Regions from separate parts of the Zea mays genome. Here region 1 is linked to region 2. The links are chromatin contacts, called in public Hi-C maps. All regions are on one chromosome and are shown on one strand. The core of a region is the stretch at or near the end of the contact, and the rest is flanking DNA. Distances in the headings are between cores, read along the strand shown.

What was found. Hi-C and Micro-C count contacts between places; a contact is called where the count stands out from the background.
Region 1: a contact with region 2 is called in a Hi-C map of leaf, with 4 times the contacts expected there. The contact joins the promoter of LOC103649658 here to the promoter of LOC100280365 in region 2. A contact is called at or near these places in 3 of 25 Hi-C or Micro-C datasets (ear and leaf).

The regions. Positions count from the first base shown.
Region 1 is chr3:8,763,227-8,768,251 of Zm-B73-REFERENCE-NAM-5.0, reverse strand. LOC103649658 (small subunit processome component 20 homolog) reads right to left here and starts at 2,376. Exons shown (of 31, transcript XM_035966143.1): 1 at 2,101-2,376; 2 at 1,879-2,001. The coding sequence starts at 2,169.
Region 2 is chr3:8,554,142-8,559,152 of Zm-B73-REFERENCE-NAM-5.0, reverse strand. LOC100280365 (Glutamine--tRNA ligase cytoplasmic) reads right to left here and starts at 2,782. Exons shown (of 22, transcript NM_001367124.1): 1 at 2,401-2,782; 2 at 1,806-1,853; 3 at 1,642-1,713; 4 at 1,413-1,512; 5 at 996-1,091; 6 at 780-841; 7 at 591-692; 8 at 411-503; 9 at 125-277; 10 at 1-38. The coding sequence starts at 2,544. It also overlaps the pseudogene LOC100272281.

The DNA.
Region 1 (5,025 bases), core at 1,127-3,626, 210 kb before region 2:
AACCAACGAGGATGACCAAGAGGTCCTCCCCAAGTACAGATCAAAACAATAGGACCAGCCAGAAAGAGAAAAAAGAAAACAGATCAGACCCCCTAGCACCTAGCTGGCTAAGTTCGAAGCCCAGTCAGGACTCCATCACAAGACCAAAAGAGTTGTGCTGGTGCATGTGTTGGACCTTCAGCACCATCACACCCTTGGCCCAATGTCAAGCCACATACCACACCATGATTATGCCACATACCACATACCACACCATTTATAATCATAGAAGTAGCTGCATGCACGTGTGGTACAGACACAGCCCATCCTAATTCCCGTGACGCTATGGATGGAGACCGGACAGAGAATAATATATTATATTGCTTTTAGAAGGTGCTTTTCCGGACGGAGCGCTTGGCTGAGAGATGAACAGAGAAAAGGGCAGAGACGCTTGCGCCGTCGGATCTTGATCTTGGGGTGGAGAAAAAAATGTAGACGTGGACAGGCGGGAAGCCCAGTTTTGCTCCCCGCTCTATATATATAAAATTAGCATCGACTCTGGAGTGGGGGTTGGCATATTTATATAACTCTATATAAGAATTAAAAGGAACACTGGAAGGAACCTACTGCAACTTCATACTCCCTATGTCCCTCTAAGAATGCACATAATGCTTTCTGAGGAATCAATTAATTTTAAGTTTGACAAGATTTAAAGAAAATATTTTCAACGTTTGTATCTCCAAATGGGTTTATTATGAAAAATATATTGCATGGTTAATCTAATAATAGTTACTCGATATCATAAATATCAGTACCTTTTTGCATATATTTAGTCAAACTTGAGATTGGTTGACTCCTCGAAAAGTGGGATGTGTCCTATTTTTGGGACGGAGAGAGTACATTGATGACAGCTAGGAAGACTAATCTATTGGCTAGAAATTAACAATATGATTGAGTTCACTGCCCTTTTCCATATTGGCACCTCTGTGCCCTGCATCAAATATGATGGAAGCCACAGAAGTTGATCGAACTGTAACACACACACAAAGTGCAAGTATGAAGTGAAAACATATATGGTGGTGTGATTTTGTCAGTAGCAGGTGATGCGAGGTGAGTACGATGGTGGGAGCAATCCAATGGTGGAATTCGAGTCGAGAGTGTTGCATTTCACTCAAGCCATGCATAGTGGTGGACCAAGACACGGGGCAGAAAAAAACCTAGCCAACCATGGAGCAGGCATTGGCCAGTAAGGTGATTGAGGCATGATGCAGCTTAAGCATGGCAACAGAGAATGCTGGGGAATGCTGAGGTACAAAAAAGTTAAGTAAATCAATTGTTTGGGAGGGGGTGGCAGCGTGGCAGCAGGATGGATTCAGGGGTTGTTTGGTTTGGTGCCTAAGACGCCACAATGTGCCAAACTTTTCTGCCTAACCTTAGTTCTTCAATTCGAGCGCCTAAGGTTAGGCAGATTGTGGCGCCTTAGGTAGGAAACCAAACATGCCCTCAAACTTTTAGGTATTCTATGCTTCTACTAGATAGAGTTAGCAAAAGTTGTGCTTGTGCGATTTGTGAACAAAATTTTGCCCATGGCCTTGTGCAGTTTGTGAACAGCCTTGAATTCTGTTAATTCTTCAATCAAAAGAAATAAACAAAATAGATGGAACTAAGGTCCATTCCACACTGAGTGGAATTTCGAAGATGTTTCCATTTTTATTGGATGTAATCCTGACTATATTACACAATATAACACTCAGGGCAACACAGCAGACAACGATTAAGGCAATTAAACCCTTTCTGATGCTCTAAGCACCAAATTAAGCTCCCATGTTACTTCCAAAGTGTATCTAGAGATGACAGAGATTGAAATAAACGAGGCAAGAAAAAGAAAAGGTCGCATACCCTCCACTCCACAATTGCGTCGAGGAAGAAGGACGATCCGCTGGATGGCTCCGCCTTCAGTGTGTGGAGGCTGCGGTACACATCGATGTCGATCTCCTCCACCCGCTGCGAGAAGCTCTTAAACTGCGGAAAGAAACACATAGCTCATTAGCATCCATAAAACTCTTCCGCGAGCTGGATTCTGTGTTAGCGGAACAGCCAGCAGTCGGAGAAGAGGCGTACCGAGAAACGCTTGCGGCTGGACGAGGACGTGTTGAGGCACTTCACCGCCGCATAAGACGGGGTCGCCATGGCCGCCGGCGAGGTGGGATGGCGGCGCTAAAAGGAGGCGATGGCTACGAGGGGGCCGGGCGGAACCGGAACAACATCCGGGTCCGGAGGCTCGCGGGTTTAAGCGAGGAGCAGAGTTTTGCTTGTGGCCTAGGGTTTCGAGGGAGGCCGTGACCCAAAATTTTACAGTTTAGCCCTTTTTCGAAGAAATTTTACATCTAGCCTCCTGAAAGAATTATTTCTCAGTTTTGGATCATCTGCTCGGCGTCATGGCCTTGATGCCGAACACACCGACGCCACAATCCATGATGCCGAAATACTGGCCCCACTGACGTGGCACCTAGCTCGGCACCATAGATCTTGACGCCGAACTAGGCTTTAGACGTCGGCGTGGTTCCTCTATCCCCATTCACTCAATCACTATGTCGCCTGAACTGTGGCATTAATTTGTATACAAGCCTACAATGGATTTTTTATGAGGCTGTTTAAGCTTCATATAAACCTTGTTGTATTAGTTGACCTGTAATTTCTGCAACTCAAAAGCTAGTAGAAATGTGGAATCAGTTCACACTGCAGAAATCACAAGCCCCATTGTGGACACTGCCACAAGAATCTAATAATTTGCAGCACTTCATTGAGGAAGAGCTAAATTATCGAGAACAATATGGAAGAAGCACAAATGCACAATCGTAGCTTGTCACATCGTGCTAAGGGCTAACTTTTTTAGGTAAAAAAAACTTGTGCCTAATTGAACTGCCTAACTGCTTTCACACATCATGTATCACAAACACACGATTTTGCCTTAAGGGCCAATCCAAGTATCTAACAATACCAAAATAACATGAACCTAATATTAAGTAGCAAAAAGGAGGGACATGATTCTCTCAAAGGTAAACTACACAATAAATGGATAAACTAAGCACGGACCAGCGCTCCCTGTGAACCCGGATCTCCAAAGACAGCCTCTGTTCAACATTTACATCTTTCTGATTAGCTTTATAGGAACACTATTGGTCGATGGGGGCGCTGAGTGGCACCACAGAGGGCTTCAGTGCCCGCAGGGCAGAGACGACGACCCTAGCCCTAGACGAGGCGACGAGTAGGAGGGAGCTCGGCTGGGCGAGGCCAGAGGGCTGCGAGGGGCGGATGGAGCTAGCGAGGAGGCGGGCGGCGGGGACACGACCTCTGTCGATTCGACCACCACCTCGATGCTCGGGAGGCGGGTGTGGTGGGTGGGGGCAGGATGGCGTCTCGGGGCTCGAGGGCGGGGGGAGGGGCGTCGGGGGCGATGCTGCTGTGGGCTTGGGCTTGAGCGGGGGCGAGGAAGGAGACCGCACATGCGTGGAAGATGCCACAGTTCATGATGCCGTGGAGCGCGCTTGTCCGGGCGCAGCAGTCGGCGATGGAGAGAGGCCTTGACCGGGGAGGTCGAGAGCCACGGTGTGGATGTCGCGGGAGGAGAGCGATGAGAGGACGCAGCCGAAGGACAAGGACCCTGTGGCGAGGCTCGGGATGATGAGGATGCGGTGCGCGGGGAGCCAGCGCCGTTGCCGGCAGGGCGAGAGGTCATGACGAACAGGCCGGGGAGGGATCGAGCTTGAGGACGCACCCTGCGGCGAGGTGTGCACAGAGGAGGCGAGAGAAGCACTGGAGATGAGGGAGGCAGGATGTGGGTGATAAGGAGCGTGTGGAGGGGTGGCGGCGAGGTTTCGGGGGAGGTGTGGCGGCGCGGGCGAGGACGAAGGAGCACATGCGGGCGAAGATGAATCACGGGGGAGGACGACGGAAGGACGGCGGGCGAGGACGAAGGAGCACATGCGGGCATCGGGCGAAGATGGATCACGGGGGCGGGGGCACGCGAATCACGGGAGCGGAGGCACGGTGAAGTAGGTGGATGCCTAGTTTGCTCTCTTATAGAGTAGTAAAGATTAAGCCTGGATAATGGTAAATCTGCAAGATACATGTTGTTTAACGCCTGAATACAATAATGTCTTTGGTAACATGTTTTATCTAAAAATATGGATGTAATGCTCTTTTGCAATTTTACTGATTTTATTTTGTCACTCAATTGTAGATGACTCAGTCGTTGAGCAAGCTCGGTGAGAGTGAAAAAGCACAGGGCGTAGTGCACTACTACTGTGGTTGTGTTGTCAGCGGGAGACGGGCTGCCCGCTCTGCAAACACACGGGATAAAACGATCTTTGTCTAGCAAATAAAGGCATGTCATGACAGATTGATGTCAGTGTATTTGTGACCATGTGTTATGAGATTTTGCAAGAACAAACCATAGAGACGAGTTGAAAACACTAAATCAAGAGCCACAAGAAGGGGGAGGATGAGGGTACCTGTTGGTGAAGAGTAGCCCGATGCACAAGCTGCCCATGCAAAGGAGGAAGATCCATTTCTAGGAGATGGGGCCTGACCCTGGTAGCACCAAATCATCTCCTCGTCCTCCTCCCACTCCCAATCTAAGATGCCCTGGTTGAATACTCGTGCGTTGCAACAAAAAAATAGTGCAACAATACCATATGTATGACCATGTGTTGTATTGTTAATCAAAATGTTAGTGCACAACATGCCATGCCTAAAGCGTATAGGAAGAATAGAAGCACGAAGGAAAAATTACATGATTACCAACACGAGTCACCTCAGATTGGGACATGAAACAGGAGTAAGAGAAGTAACAATGCCAAACCATAATTTCCAACATCCAATTCTTGATCAATGTCGTTGTTGCAAGATCCTCCTTGTTGGGAGATCATATGGCTGCTGCACCTTAGAAACCAAATTATTAAATCCAACTAATCTGGCCTAGATTTGAAAACCCAAACTCCAACTAAAATGGAACAAAAAACATTCTTATTTTGACCAGACCTT
Region 2 (5,011 bases), core at 1,533-4,032:
TTTCGCTCCTTAGCCAGACCAAAATCGATAAACATAGCCTATGTGATGAAGCTTGTAAGCATATACACATCGAATTAAAAAAATGTGTCCAAAGACATGCATTTATGAAGGAGATTCTCAAAACCTTGGCATGACCAATATGAAGATATCCATTAGGTTCTGGTGGAAAACGGGTCATCACTTTTCCTCCAGTTGCCTTGAGATGTTTTTCCAAAATTTCCTTTGTGTTATGTGCTCTCCATATGTTCCCATCACTGAAAAATATTTCTGTATGAACCTAGATCATAAAAAGACATCAGAATCACTGAATAAAACTTATTATGATGGAGAAAATAAACAAATCAATGAGCTGATCAATGCGCCAGAGTGCCACAACTATGACGTGTATGTCAGAGAACAGTGGAGCATACCTTAAAGTTTTCCTCTGGTTGGGGAAATATAGTATACGGGTTCAATTCCTCCTCAGATGGTGGGGCAGTAGTGGCAACTGCAACTTTTTTCTCCTGCATTTTAAATAAACCATATCTAAGTGGTCCAATAAATAAAAAGCACTATTTTAAAGTTTAAACTTGGTACACATGATTGCCAACCTCAACTTTTGCTGTTTTTTCCTTCTTCTTTTTCACTGGTTTTATACTGTCAGCTTCTGTCTTTGGACCTAGGATTTCTGCAAGCCTCTTGTCAATTTCCTCCTGTACAAGCAGGATATTCAGATGTTCAATACAACTAAAAAACAACTGAAACAAATCAAGTAGTCTGTATAGATAATTGCTGTGTACCTTTACTGCCTTAGCATCACCCCAGGGGTGTCTCTTCCTAACCTGTCCACATAGCATACCAACTGAAGAAAAGCCAAAAAGGACAGGATTAAGGATTAGGTCCAACTATCATTCCTCAGGAAATTACTGAACTATAGGATAAAAATTGCAAGCATGAAGATTTTGGTTCGTAAAAGTGTTTGCAATTTATCATTCAAGTTGAATCGGAAACCAAACCATTTATGTGATACCGCTGCTCCTTTATAGCTTCCATATTCTCCTCAAGAATGTCAGTAACAGTAGATTTAATTTCCTCAATAGAAACAACCACGCCTGCAGACACAGCATTGTGGTAGTTATAAGATGGCCAGGTGATATCAACTGAGGTTAAACTATTAACAATAGTGTCAGCTTCTTGTCCAAAAGTCAAACTTGCCTACGGAAGTCACTATTCTCTTAGAATCCAGTATTTCAGATGAAATGGGCACAACAGACTAAGAATAACCATTACATGAGAGCTTAGCAAATATGTTTCCTTGGCATCAGAAGAACAGACAAACCCAACAACAGATTCAGGAAATTGTAAGAGTTATGTATGGCATGGATTATAATTAGAAGAAGCATATTGATACAAGCCATCCAAAGGAAACATACCTACACCACATGCTTCTTCAAACTTGTCCACATCTAGAGAATCAGGACCAGTATTAGTAAGAAATGAGAGGGCAGCATCTAGCTGTGCAGGGCTCTTTATCTGAAAAGAGAAATTTTCATGTTCACATCATCAAGGCAATGAGTGGTGATTGGTGAAAGATGGAAAACACTTTGTCGGCACCTGCAAAATCAATTAGAAGTCAGAAATGAAGAGGGGTAAAGGATCTACCTTTGTTGACAAGACATAGCTAATAAGGACAGGGCGATGAACAAGTGCATTAGTTGGGTACTTGGTGGCAACCTGTTTCACCATAAGTTGAGTTATTTACACATGAAAAACCCTCAACTTATACCTTTATCATGAAGTCATGATTCATTGGTCTAGGTGCTTACTGCATATAGAAGATTACCAATTGACTTGTCACATTCCTTTATACCAGCCTGCCAACAGGTCAACAAGACCAGTGGTTAATTAAAGGGGAGAAGACAGCACATTTTAAAGAGAGTGACAGTGTAACAAAATGTTAGAATAATAATTAGATAACAGCGAGGTTTAAGCTAGGATAAGTCAGTGGAGAAAGGGTCAGTAACAAGTAGACATACGATGTCTGAATTCCTAGCATGTAACATTTGTCCAAACAGCAAGGTGATCATATAAACGGCAGCACGGACAAAATGTTGCTGCAATAGAACGTGTGTGGGTAGCAGACTTGCAGAACGAGGAACCAAATTATACGCTACAGTTTAACAGCGATCGGAGCTGGGAGCTGGGAGGAACTAAATTGGGCAGCACGGATTCTAGCATCATATAACATATGCAAGGCGCGTCGAACACTTGTGCAGCTAGTCTGCATCCAGAATCACAACGCCAAATCCCACACCAGGTGGAACAAGTTAGCACAACCAAAACCAGACCCGCCAACAATAAGAACACAGCACCCGCCGAAAAAACTAGTGCGGCGAGCGCGAGCGGACGACGGGGGGTCACCTCAGCTATGACGGCGGCGAGGTTGGCGGTGACCTTGGCGTTGACGAGCGCGTTCTCGGCGGTGCGCTGGTCGAGCCCGAGCGCCAAAAGCGCCTCCAGCGGCAGCGCCGGCCCCGCCTTGTCCCCGTCTCCCCCTGTGCCCATCCCCTCGTCCGGCCGCAGCAGCAGCAGCCGCACGCTCCCTAGTCCCTAGGGTTTTTTTAGGACTCCGGCGAGAGGAAAGGCGCAGAGCCCACTGCAGCGGCGCGAGGAGCTCGTGAGTCGTGCCGCGATTGGGATTAGAAGGGTGTGATGTGGTTTTGGACTTTGGATTAAACCCAAGTGAAGAGCACCAGCAGTGTTAGGGTACGTAAAACATAGATACTGTTCTCCAAACACTACATACATGTAAGAAATCCCTCCATACAACCTGATGTATCGAAGTAAGATACGACTCATTTAGGTCTTGTTCGGTTATTCCAATTTCATGTAGATTGGTGTGTATTGAAATGGATTATAATGAAATTTGACTTATTATGTATTTAAACTAGCTCAGTACTATTCAATCCACATGGATTAATGATAATCTCTACTACTACTTAAGACATTAGTGTAGGCGTCCATATTTTTTTGGTGCACGGTTCTGTCGTCGCCCGCTCTCCTCTCTGCAGCGCGTCCGCGGCCCTCCGCTTTCGCCCTCCCCCTCCCCGCAAATCTCGCCTCCTCACCCAACGCCATCAGCGCTGCCCTCCGCTCCATCCCTGCAGCGCAGACCTCCGCCACCGTCACCGCCCTTCCTCACCGCGCAATCACCGCCCTTCCCCACGCGCCTCGGTCGCCATCCGCGGCATCACCTTCCTTCCCCATGCGTCGAGGCCGTCATCCGCGCCATCACCTTCCTTCCCCACACGCGCGCCCCCTCCTCCGTGCGTGCCCCGCCCCCGTCCTTCGCTCACCCGATGCCCTGCCACCTCCGCCGCGATAGCCTCCCCCACGAAATGCCCCCGTGATGTTCGCCCCGCTGCGAACCCCTCCCCCTAGATGGAATAAGCAGAGGTCCAATGCGGATCCGCGGCCCCCGACCCTCCACCTTGGTGTGACAGTCGCGGCTCCGTGGAGGCAACTTGCTCCCTCGCTCCCACCTCCCACGCCGCCACTGTTGTCGCCTTCAGCACGCTGCCCAGCCCACGCCCCCCCCCCCCCCCCCGCCTCCAAATGTGGATCTGCCACCCCGGCCCTCCACCTTGGTGTGCCTTCAGCACGCCACCACTGCTGTTTGATTCCTTCTCCTTTTTGTTTAGGACGTCGCCAAATTCCATCCATCTCTCAGCGCCGTGGTCTCCCGATGTGGATGGGGGAAGGTAATTTGTTTTTTTCTTCGTTAAGAATTGCTAGACTCTAGCCTCCTGCCTCTTGGAAAATCTAAAAACGATGTATTTAATTATGCATTTTCGTTTGCTTTGCTAAACTCTGCACCTCTACGAGCTTTTCCATGGTAGGATAGCTTGTGAGAGCTACTCGATGAGCTGACCTGAACCGTTATGACTGCTGGAATGAAGCTGTGCTGCTGGTTTCCCTCCTTTGATTTAGTTTTTCATCTCCATAATTGTTCTTTTTGTAAAAAAATGGTTCTCCCCAAAAACATCCTGCTATGGCATACTACATGCCTGTGAATGCAGCAAATGCATCTAATGGATTTTTTTGCAGTTGTTTTCACGTTTGCATTGGTGTCGTTGGCAATATTTGTCTTTTAGCCTATAAATACTAGAAAACAACCTGTGAATGCAGCAAATGCTCGTTCTGATGGGATATGCATACACAAACATCATTGCTTTCATTGGCCAAGGAGGCTACGAGCATTGCTTTATGTTTGTGACGCTAAAGGATCTCTATCCATCATTGTTTCCATATTATCATTGTATTATTGCCTTCAATATTATTCTCTATCAACTACAGTTACCGTGGAGGAGTTGATAGTGAAGGTTGTCCAGTTATTTGTCGTTGTCAGTGCTCACTTTTCTTCTTCGCTGCTTAATTCTTGAGTTATTTGGTCTATATGTAGCAAATGTGTTTGAATCTTAACTGTCAGTGGACATAATTAGAAATTTTCAATAAGAAGAGTATCGATTTTAGTTGATTCCTATATGTAATCGTGTAGATACCCTTAATAACCATGCAGTTCCTGAGCCTGCTCAGTCATCCCTGTTCTCTCTTGACACACGTGAATATCCTAATATTATTGTTGTTCTTGTTCTGTCCTGGCAAAAATACTTGATGCATTTGTCTATGGTATTTTCTTTTTATAAAGTGAATCATCTTGACAATGAAATAGTGCATTTATCAGTTTTGTAATGGGACATCACTCCTCAAGTATTCAGAAGGTAAACTAGATGTATTTCTCATACATCAATTGGGCAAGTTTGAGAGATAGCTGCCCCAATTTGTCCAGAAATTTATTTACATGTACCTCCATAAGTAAAATATTTATTTAGCCCTCTGTCTTTGTTTTTTCCATATTCTAAGTTTATACCTGATAACACATTTGCATATACTTGATGCATTTGTCTATGGTATTTTCTTTTTATAAAGTGAATCATCTCGACAATGAAATAGTGCATTTATCAGTTTTGTA